2 separate regions of the Sus scrofa genome follow, and region 1 is linked to region 2. The links are chromatin contacts, called in public HiChIP or PLAC-seq maps. All regions are on one chromosome and are shown on one strand. Each heading gives the region's core, a stretch centred on a gene start, on an enhancer-like site or on the middle of the called end of the contact. The rest is flanking DNA. Distances are from core to core; before and after follow the strand shown.

What was found. HiChIP or PLAC-seq counts read pairs in DNA pulled down with a chosen protein or histone mark.
Region 1: a contact with region 2 is called in an H3K27ac HiChIP or PLAC-seq map of alveolar macrophages. The contact joins the promoter of SOGA1 here to the promoter of TGIF2 in region 2. A contact is called at or near these places in 2 of 47 Hi-C or Micro-C datasets (heart right ventricle and skeletal muscle) and 1 of 2 datasets of contacts at active chromatin or transcription factors (alveolar macrophages).

The regions. Positions count from the first base shown.
Region 1 is chr17:40,096,577-40,101,914 of Sscrofa11.1, forward strand. SOGA1 (protein SOGA1) reads right to left here and starts at 2,226. Exons shown (of 15, transcript XM_005672920.3): 1 at 1,552-2,226. The coding sequence starts at 2,226. It overlaps LOC102165279 (transcription initiation factor TFIID subunit 4-like), which reads left to right and starts at 1,823. Exons shown (of 3, transcript XR_002340154.1): 1 at 1,823-1,888; 2 at 3,466-4,173; 3 at 5,095-5,338.
Region 2 is chr17:39,838,687-39,843,911 of Sscrofa11.1, forward strand. It overlaps TGIF2 (homeobox protein TGIF2), which reads left to right and starts at 1,963. Exons shown (of 3, transcript XM_021077897.1): 1 at 1,963-2,212. It overlaps LOC110257438 (a long non-coding RNA gene), which reads right to left and starts at 1,872. Exons shown (of 4, transcript XR_002340023.1): 1 at 1,571-1,872.

The sequences.
Region 1 (5,338 bases), core at 976-3,475, 260 kb after region 2:
GCAGGGAGCACCGAAGGAGCTCAGAGCACCAAGAGGGCAGGGCTGGACCTCCTGGCTTGTCTCCCTCCTCCAAACCCATCCTTCACACGTCTTCTCCTCATCACTGGCTTTTAAAGCCCACTGGAGCCGACCGAACCTTCCACTGTCAACACTGAATGGGGTCTTTAGGAAGACTTCCCCTCCCATTTAACAGATGAGGAAACTGAGGCCTGCCCTGAGGAAAGGTTAGAGGCTGAAAGGGTTGATTATCCATTTTCAGACAGACCCTGTCCCTCTAATCAACAAGCAGTTACTAAACCCACATTGGATAATAGATCTTGGGGGAAGAGGGGAGGGAAAGGCACAGTTAAGCAATATCCCAAAAACTCTTAACGAGAGAGAAACCCTCTGGCCAGAGGCCAATGCAAAGCTAAGTGTTGCTGGGCAGACATAAATCAGCAGAGTGCCATTAACTCGGCGGCTCTTAGCCAGGGATGCCCTGGGTGCTGTGCCAGGACATCAACTGATAAGAGTAGGTAACATTTCAGCCTCTTCCAAAACCATGCCCAGCTCGTGGCACTAGAACCCACGAAGCTTCCAGTCTCCCAGGCCAACATCAACACATAAGGGCTGGGCTGTCCCTGAGGCTGCCTCGGTGCCAGGCAGTGAACAGACAGAGCCTGGCCTGCACCCAGTAGGTGTTCATGTCCCCTGCAGGGGTGAAGGCAAAGTCTGTTCTCCCATGGAAGCTCTCAGGCCCCCACACACCCAGAGGGATGCTCTTTTGGGATGTCAGAGCCCCTCCTCGCACTGGTAACATGGGAAGAAGATGGGCACTGGCAGTGAAGCACCAACGCATTCACTGTGTGTACAGGGCCTGTCCCAAACTAAGCAGAAGACAATATCCTGGGATTTAGGAAGCTGCCTCTGAACCGGTTCTCCCACAACATCATCCTCCCGGGCTGTGGGACCGTTAGACTGGGCGGAAGTCGGACTCCAGCCAAGGGGATGTTCCCAGATGTCATGCTTTCAAACGGGACCCGCCCTGAAAAGCAGGCAGGGACAGGCCTGGGCCAGGAAAGCCCTGGGTTAAGATTCAGGATGGTGTTCTGGCCTCTCCTTGGCAGGGGATGGCATGGGTCTTCCTGGCAGCAGTGCAGACCAGCGCCTCTTCCGGAAAGGAGAGCCCCCAAAGGTCTGGCCTCTGGCCTGGGGTGGGGGTGGGGGTTCTGAGCAGCTGAATCAGAGGCCCAGCCCCTCACTGATTGATTACCCACCTCCATCCCAAGTACCGCACCTAGGCATCCTCCAAAGCACTTCTTCCAAGGCCCCCTTCCCCAACCAGGCGCCTTTGGGCAGTCTCCGCTTCCAGGTTCCTCCCTCAGGAGAAGGTTTCCCAGACACAGTAAGGAGCGGAATGCGGGGGAGCCCCAGGCAGACCTCAGGGTGCCCCTGAGGGTTTAGGCCCCTTTCCAGCTCAGGCGTTGGGGCAGCGGCCAGCTGGTGCCTCTGGCCAGAGGGGCTGCCACCCACGCCTCCCGCGGCCTCCCATTCCCCCACCAGCGCCCCCACCTTGAGATAGTCGTTCTCCGAGCGCAGCTCCTCCAGCTCTCTCATGAAGCCGCCGGGCCCGCAGTCCAGCATCTCCTCCGTGAGGTCGGAGAAGGCGAGCGAGGCGCTGAGTGGCAGGCGGCTGCTGCCCACCGACGACGCGGCCACCGACGGCTCCTCCGGGGAGGCGGGAGGCCGCGGAGGCTGCTGAGCGGGCGGCGCGGGCTGCGGCGGCTGCCCAGTGCGGGCCCCCGCCGGGCCCCCGGCCGCTGACTCGGCGTCGCTGCTCAGCGCCAGCTCCAGGCCCAGCAGACGCGCCTCCTCCGACGCGCAGTCCGACACCTCTGAGCTGCTGTCGGTGAGGCTGGGCGGCGGTGGCGGCGGTCGCGGCCCGGTGCCTGGGCGCGGACGGCCCTTGGCGCGGACCCCGGTGCGGACCCCGGCCACCCGCGTCCCTGCTCCCCGCGCCCCGGGCGCCACCGCACGCCCCTTCTTGTCCGGCCGCGCCGAGGACGCGGAGCTGCAGGCGGCTGCGGCGCCCGGGCCTGGGCCGCGGCGGCCCTTGGCCAGCGACCAGCCGGCCACGTCCTTGGGTCGGGCCGGCGACGGCGCTCGGTGGCTCTTCTTCCTCTCAGGGGCTGGCGCGGGCGGGGGGCCGCAGCCCCGAGCAGGGGGCTCCCCCGCCGGCACCTCCATCGCGGCCTCCCTTGGCCTCAGTGAGCTGCAGGCATGGCCCGGGCCCGCCCGGCCTCCGCGCCCGGGGGGAGGTCCCCGGCGCCTCTCCTGCCGCTCGGGCCGCGTCTGCTCTCGGCCCACCTCAGCTCCCGGGCTGCGCTCTGGCCCCGACTCCCGCCGCACGGTCTCTCCGCTACTCTGAGCTCGGAGAGAGCGGCCCGATCGCCTCCAGGCGCCCCGGCTCCGGCTCCGGCTCCGCCCGGCGCCCGCCCCCTCGGCCTCGCCGCGCCCCCGGAGCGCGCCCGGGCCCCGGCTGCCAGCGCGCCTATCGCTCCCTCGGGCTCCGAGTCCGGCTGCGGCCCGGGCCCCGGCTCCGCCCGGCGCGGCCCGCCCCCGCGCAGCCCCGCCAGCTCCCCGCCCCGCCGCCTGGGCTCGGGGGCGCGCGGCTCCGCGAACAAAAGGCGGACGCGGCGGGAGCGGCAGGGAGGGACGCAGGCAGCGAGCGAGGGAGGGATCTGCGAGGCAACAGCGACCCCCTCGAGGGTCAGGCGGGCCGGGTCCGCCGCGGCCCGGGCTCCTTTCTCCTCCGCTCCGCCGCCGCCCCCTCCCCTGCCGGCCCGGAGAGCGCACCCGGCGGAGGCCCCCCTGCTCCCCGCGTCCGAGCAGGGGTCGCGCGAGCGGCGAGAGGGAGGACTGCCAGGCAGAGGCCGGGCAGACCTCAGATCGCTGGAGCCAGCATCCATATACACGCCGAGTCCCTCGCCCCTCGCGGCTGTGCGGAGCGTGCGCGAACTCCGCCCCCCGAACCTCGCAGAGCGAGACGGATTATCCCATTGTACAGATGCGTAAAGTGATGCCTAGGGCGGGCACACGATTAACCCAAGGTCAGTCAGTGGCAGAGCGGGGATGGAATCCCAACCTCGCAGATCCACACCTTCTGCTTCGGCTTCCCTCTCACAACTGTTGGGAGCGTGGAGCCCTGGATGAATGCCCGGCTCTGCACGTCTTGACCCGGGCGTACTACCGCTTCCCCCTACCCTGATAGGGGATCAGAGACTGCTCTCAGGCTCTGCTTGGCTAAAATGGAGGCGACCCGTTCTGAGAAGTCAGACCAGCGGGTGCTCTAGGAATAGGTTTTGGCTACTGTGGGGCTGATCCAGGCCGGACACGGTGGCTCTGATCCCCTACGCGTTCTCCCAAGAGTAACTCCGGACGACCCCGGAGCCCCAGCTCTGATGGGTGTCGTTTCTTTCCTTCCAGGCTGTGCTCCTGTGTTGTTGATTTTTCCGTGTGTCTGTCACACCTTCCCCGCACCACCCCCCTCCCCATACCACCGAGCCACCGCTGGACAGAGCCACGTGGTGAAGTCCTTTGGCTGTCCTGTGGGCTGGCGCTCAACCTCAGGGTGGCACCCCTTGCGGGGCGGGGGGCGGGGAGGAAGGGGGGTCAGGGCGGTGTTTACCCCTCTGCAGCTTCTTCCTCCCTCTCCTCATTTCCTTTCCCTCCCCCTTCTCCCCCTCTCCCTTTTCCCTTTCTCCTCTTCCCTCCTCCTGCCCATTTTCTCCTTCTTCCTCTACTCCCCCAGTCCTGTTAGCTCACCTCCTTCTGCCCTTGACACACCACTGGCCCTAGGTCCGCTTCTGTGTTTCTGTCCCACCTCCCCAACAGCAGTGAATACACTCCTCCTGCGGGTCGCCCTCTTGGAGGAGGCACAGCTTCTCATCCCCATCTAGGTGCGTCTAGGTGTGTGGGTGCCTCCTCCATCCTCAGATCTGTCCTCCAGGTGCTCCCCACAGAGCCAGGTGAGAAGCAGTACCACTCAGCAGGTTCTCTGCAAACACTTCTTCAGGGGCATTCTCACGCCCTCCTGGCAAGGCATCAGTTGTCCTGTCCCCAGTGACTCTCCACCCACCCAGCCCACAGGCACCAGACGGGACCCTGAGGGACACAGTAGTGAGCTTGTCAGTGGTGAGTACCTGACCTCATGGAGCACACAATATAGGGGGGAGATGGGCCACAAAAGACACATCAAAAACAGGGTGGCACGGCATAGCACAGGGGCAAAGCCCAGGACAAGCCTTCCTACTTCCCCAGCCACAGAAGATCCCACTTGGTCTAGTTTGATGTAACAGACAACCTTCTAGTTCTGATGCCTCCATTTTTGTAGGCTTGTTCTGGTCTGGCACAGAGAGATGCTATGTGGCTCCTGGAAATTGTTTCCCTCTCCGAGCTCCAGTTTCTCCCTCCATGCAGAATGTGGGCTTGGAGATGTTGGGTAGTGTGACTCTGGGCAGGGGACATGCTAGGGCAGGCTGCTCAGCCACTCCTGACAAACCCATGGCTGAGCAGGGGGCTGAGCTCTGAATGTCTTTGAACTTGGGGAGTCATGAATTCATACTGCAGCCCCAGGAGAGCCTGGGGAGCATCCAGGACCTAGTAGGGAGGAGCCCTGGGGTTGGGGAGAGTGCCCAGGTGGAGGCTCTGGACTTGAGCTCAGTTCAGACCAGGGAAGCCACAAAAGGAGTAAGACTTGCCAAGGATCCAGAATTGGTTCCACGCAGGTGGGGAGGCCAGGCTCTGTCCTCAACACTCAGCAGAGGATCCCAGAAAGGTTAGGAACTGCTTGCAGCTGATTGTATTTTTCAAAGATAGGCACAGAAATATACAGCTCATCTCAATTATTCTTTTTACAGTGTGGCATTGACACTCTTCCAATTGTCAATGTTCCCTCCCCTTGAACCTGAGCAACTTTTGTGACTGCCTGAACCAACTGAGGATGGCAGAAGTGACAGTGTGACTTCTGAAGCTAGATCATAAAAGGCAATATGGCTCTGACCAGCTCAATCTTTCTACCTGTTTCTCTCTCTCTCTCTCTCTCTTTTTTCTCAGTCCACTCTCCTTTGGAGCCACCATGTTGAAACGAAGCCCAGGCCTCATGTTCCAGCCAACACCTCCAACTCTGGTCCCCACTAAGCCCCAGACATGTGAGAGAGGGAAACTTCAGATGATTCAGCCTCCAGTCTTGTTGCTACCCCAGCTGATGCCAAGTGGAGCAGAAATGAGTTGTCCCAAACTGCAAAATAAATACTGTTCTAAGCCACTAACTTGGGGGGTACTTTGTTACACAGCCATG
Region 2 (5,225 bases), core at 713-3,212:
ATAGGAATTCTCAAACCTACTATTATGCTTCACCTGGGGAATCTGTTTACAATGCACAATCATGACACACCACCAGCCTCCCTCTAAACCCCAAATTGCCCCTTCCCCCTCCAGGAAGTCTGGGGAGGGGCTCCAGAAGCAACTTTGCTATTCAGCTCCCAGGTGGCACCACTGCAGGCTAAAAGGAGGAATGAGCTGCTCTCTTCCATTTGCCCCAGTGAACCTCGTCTAGCACAAGACTTAGGAAGCACTGGCCTAGGGGGCTTCTGCTGCCCCAATTTGCAGGGAGGTCTCTGGGCTCCAGCCCAGGGTCAGTGGCTTTCCCAAAATGGGCAGAGTCCGGCTCTCAGAGTGCAATGCCTGGCACCAAGTACCAGGGACAGTCACATCTCCTGGCTCATCTGGCTGCCCTTCAGGTCCCCCACTAAGTCCCCTATCCCACACATGCTCTGTGATTCTAGTGATCAGGGCCCTGAAGTTTTACCTTTCTTACCTGAGACTCCTCAAGCCTTCCTCTTTCTCTCAGAAGGCTATAGACAGAGCATCACTTTCCCAAGAAATTGTTTGGGGTCTCCACTCTGGGCCTCAGTTTCCCCATCTGTGAAATGGAGAGTGCAATGCAGCGGCACTGACCCTCTGGGATTGCTGTAAGGAGAGTAGTGTGGCCGACGAAGTTCTAAGCATTTGCAGATTGGTCTGCCCTCAATGGGGAGTCCAGGTGCACCTTAACAATCATCATCAGCATTCTGATTGGCTTAGGGCCTGGGGAGCCAACTAAATTTTTGTTTTCAGAGTTATCCATAGTTTAAGCACAGTTAAGACCAAAAGCCATTTATTGCAAAGCTGCTGATTTCCAAGCTCAACGGCCCTAAATATCTGGGGTTAGATGAGGAACCAGAGGCCCAGAAAAGGCCTTGCCGATTTTTAGGCTGATTCTGTGCTTCGCTCTGCAGGGCACAAAGTCTTCTAGGAAGGCCAATAGGTTGGTCAACAGGTATTTCACAGTATGCGGAACAGAGAGCAAAGAGCAGGGAAGAGAGTGCTAGCAGGGCTGGAGAAGACCAAGAGAACTGTCCTGGAGTTAGGTGTTGTGGGCAAAGAAGAAAGACACCATCTAAAAAGCAAAAAAAAAAAAGAAAGAAAGAAAGAAAGAAAGAAAAGAAAGCAGCCAGGAGCCCCGAGGGCTCCTTGACAGGTGGTCTGCCTCCTTCAAGGGCCGGCTCAATCAGATAAGGACTTGGCCTCCACTGTGGTACCCACCTGGGCTGAATAACTCTGGTTGACTGTGAGACAAGGAGCAAAGTCAAGAGCAGCTTATGAGCAAACCGAGGACTTACAGGACATGTAACAGCACCTACCCCATCATCTGAGGGTGATACACACGCAGTGCCTCGCTTAATGGTCACTGCGTATTAACACTCCTTAAACATTGGCTGTTTTCAGCTCTGGCTGCCTTGCGTGATAGACCCTGGGGCTACATGCTTTGGGGTAATGCTCAAGAAACCTTTCTACCCGACTCTATGAGCCCCTAGGGGCAGAACAGGCGTCGCATTCAAACCCCGTTTCTTACCAGCTGGGATTAAATCCCTGGACTAACGGGGCCTCAGTTTCCTTTCCGTGCAATGGGAAAAATCAAACCGCCGGCGGGAGGTCCTGATGAAGGGAGCGGACTAACAAACATCAAGATTTGCATTAATTCTCCTCTCCGTAACGGCCCTCACCCCCAGAATGGAGCACACAGTAGGCGCTCCGGAAATGCTCTCCGAAAGGAGGAACGGGCCACTTCCTGCCCCCAAGCGGACTATCCCGATCTACGTTCCCACCACTCCTCTACGAAGGCCATGTGGCATTCCTGAGGGTGGGGGTGGGCGCAGGAAGAAGGTGCCCTCCCGGCCCCGCCCCCTCCGGGTGCGGTGGGCGGGGCAAAGCCCCTCGCTGCCGCTGGCCCGCCCCTCGGGGGGTGGGCGTAGCTCACCGCGCTCCGCACAAAGTTTGTTTTCTCGCTCCCGGCGGGTGGGGGAGGGCGAGGAGAGCGCGGAGGGGAGGAGAGGGGATCTGACGTCAGGGCGCGAGGTGCTTTCCAGCCGCGAGCTGTCAGGCCGAGTGTCAGGCCCGGCAGGTACGCGGCGCGCTCCCCCGGCGCCCCCCGCCCTCTGCCGGGACGCCCGGGACCCAGCCCCAGGCCGCGTGGACGGAAAAGCCGCTGGGAAAAGTCAGTGCGGGGCGCAGGAGCGGGGGCAGATGGGGGCGGGGGGCGCGCGGTCAACTTGGAAAGTTTTTTTTCTCGGCCGAGCGGGGGAGGGGGCGTCGTCCTAGCGCGTGCGGTTGTGGGTGTGTGAGCTCTGGTGTGTTTGTGAGTCCCGACTGCGGTGTGTTGGCGGGGCCCGTTGAGGGGTTGTCCCACCCCCCTGGAGGAAGTTGGCTCGGGGCCCTTTTGGGGGACCCAGCTCCCTAGGATCCTACCCGGGGAGAGGGCCGCCCCGGCCCCGGGCCGGGGTGAACGCACGGGGGGGGCGGGTTTGTTTGGTTTCAAAAGTGCACGTTGCTAACCGCCGGCAGTCCCCCCCAACCCCCCGCCGCGGCTGAGCCGGGGAGGGGCCCCCGAGAGTGACAGCTGCGGGTGGGGGCAGCGGGAAGGTCCCGGAGCTGGTGGGGGGGGCGGGAGCCCGCTCGAGTTCCCCTTTCCTTTGGAACAAAGGAAAGTCTGTTTCTGAGGCATCTGTCACTCCCAGGCGGGCCAAGGAAACGGGGCGCGTGGGGCCGGCTACCCGAAGAAAGTTTATGCGTGCCGGGACCCTCGGACAGGCGAAGCGTGTGCCGAGCCTCCCGCGGGGGAAACGCGCAGTCTCCGGGGCAGGGGGCGGCCAACATGGAGTCTGGGCGCAGGGTTGGGGGGGGCGGTGCGGAGGTGGGAGCCCAGCCCCCTCCCCTCCCCCTCCGGGCCGAGTTCGGAGCACAAAGCCGAGCGCGCAGGCTCGGCCGGCCCCGCGCCCCGAAGAGTCAGCCAGCGCCGTGTGGCGGGGGAAGGGGGTGGGAACCAAACTTTTTCCTGCCCCGGGACAGACACGTGAGTTTTCTTTCTTCCAGAGCCCCCGCCCCAGAGGGATTTCTGGCCCGCGGGGCAACTGAAGCTCCGAGACGGATGCGGGGTGGGGGACTGAGGTGTGCTGGCGCCCCGAGCGCAGGCCGATTCTCGGCCGCCCAGGGAGCCATGTGCTCCAGGTCGGGTCTGGGCCGCGGGGGAGGCTGCGCGCTTTGTGTGAACTGCTGGGAATGCAGCGTGAGTGCTTGGCCCGGGGGAGTGTCGACGGAGCTGGGGGAGTTGTCAGAAAGTTCGTGCCGGAGTGGCTGCAGGTCGGTGCTGTGGCTGGCCAGTTAGGGTTAAAAACTGATCACTGGTGTGATGTCGTCTGGAGTTTTGTCAGTCTGAGAGATTGTGGGTGGGTTGGAGTTATTGGGTGGACGGATATCCAGGAATTGGTTGTATGGTACCAATTCCACAAAGGAAAAGTTGTTCCTTTTAGATGTGGGACTTGTAAACTGTATCTGGTGCATCTATTGGTGAAAGTCCTGGGGGTTCCAGAGGCCAAGCGAGGGGTTGGTACCAGTTATCTGAGTGCTGTTAGAGAGTTGTCTGCTTTAAGTGTGAGGCTGGATGTGAGTGTGGGGTGTGTATGTGGGGAGCCTCCTGAATTGGGATTTGTAAACTTTCGGCTGTATTTGTCGGTGAATATCATGGCTGGGGTGCAGGACACTGGTGGAGAGGTCTGTGTAGACTGAGGGGTCATCTCCAGGGGCCATCCACTGGAACCCTGCAGACTGGGACTTGACTGGCAGCCAGGGTGGAATTTGCACAGATAACCTTGAGTAAACTTCTCACAGCCTGCCAGGGCTGCATCCTGCCTGAGCCCAGATCCCAACTACCCTGGACAGCTAAACCTCGGAAACCTAATCTCAGAAAGCAGCCAGCTGTTGGTGCACTCTGAGGAGTGGCACCTCTAACCAATGCCTGTCTCACCTCTAGGTGGCCTGGCTGGGAGGGTAGACCCTTCCCTAGAAAGCCTGGCCAGGCCAGCCCAGATATCTGGGCTCAGGCCCAAGTGGAGGAAACAAAACCTGGGAGATGCCAGAGTCTGTTGGCCCAGCCTGCTAGGGTGCTGTTAAAAGGCCAAGGAGGGAGGAGCCTTGAGATTCTGGCATCAGCTTATCCTGGAACTTTTGGTTTTAAAATGTAAATCTCTTTGGCGTGTGTGAACAAGAAGTTTGTAGGGGGGATGAGTTGTGTCTAGGGAAACACCTTTCCTTCAGTTGACAGATGAAGAAGAGGCTCAAACCCAGAAAGGGAAGGATGCTTGCCCAAGGTCACACAGCCAAGTTGGCGGAACCAGAGCCCAGCCTGACTCCTTTATCTGGATTTTTCTCTTTTTTTTTTTGGTCTTTTTAGGGCTGCACCTGAGGCATATGGAGGTTCCCAGGCTAGGGGTCCAATCGGAACTGCAGCCACTGGCCTACACCACAGCCACAGCAACTTGGGACCTGAGCTGTGTCTTCAACCTACACCACAGCTCACGGCAATACTGGATCCTTAACCCACTGAGCGAGGCCAGGGATCGAACCTTTGTCCTCATGGATACTAGTTGGATTCATTTTCGCTGAGCCACGAGGGGAACACCTATCTGCATTTTTTTTGAGGAACTGAGTCCTAGGATCAGGCCAGGGGCTACATGACAAAGGAGAATGTCTCAGACACATCCAGTGGGATGACTTAACATCTCTGCAGGGTACACAGTAGGTACACAGTAAATGTTACATGGACTGCTGTAGGACTGTGGAGATTAATAGTGTCTCTAGACTCCTCACTGGATCCTGGGAAACAAGATGGTATGGGTGGGTGGGGGGAGCTATCTTGGTCAAACCCTACTTCCATACCATATCCTAGAGGTGATTTTTTTTCCCCCCCATAACAGCCTTATAATTCGCATACTATACAACTTACCCATGTAAAGCAGACAAATCAATGGTTCTTAGTATATTCACAACTATGCAACCATCACCAGTCAATTTTAGAACATTTTTTATCACCTGGAAAAGAAACTGTATACCCCATTAGCTGTCACTCTTCTAGCTCCCTCCAGCCCATTCTGGACATTTCATAAAAATGGAATCATATTTGTTTTTGTGACTTGCTTCTTTCACTTAGCATAATATTTGCAAGGTTCATTGGT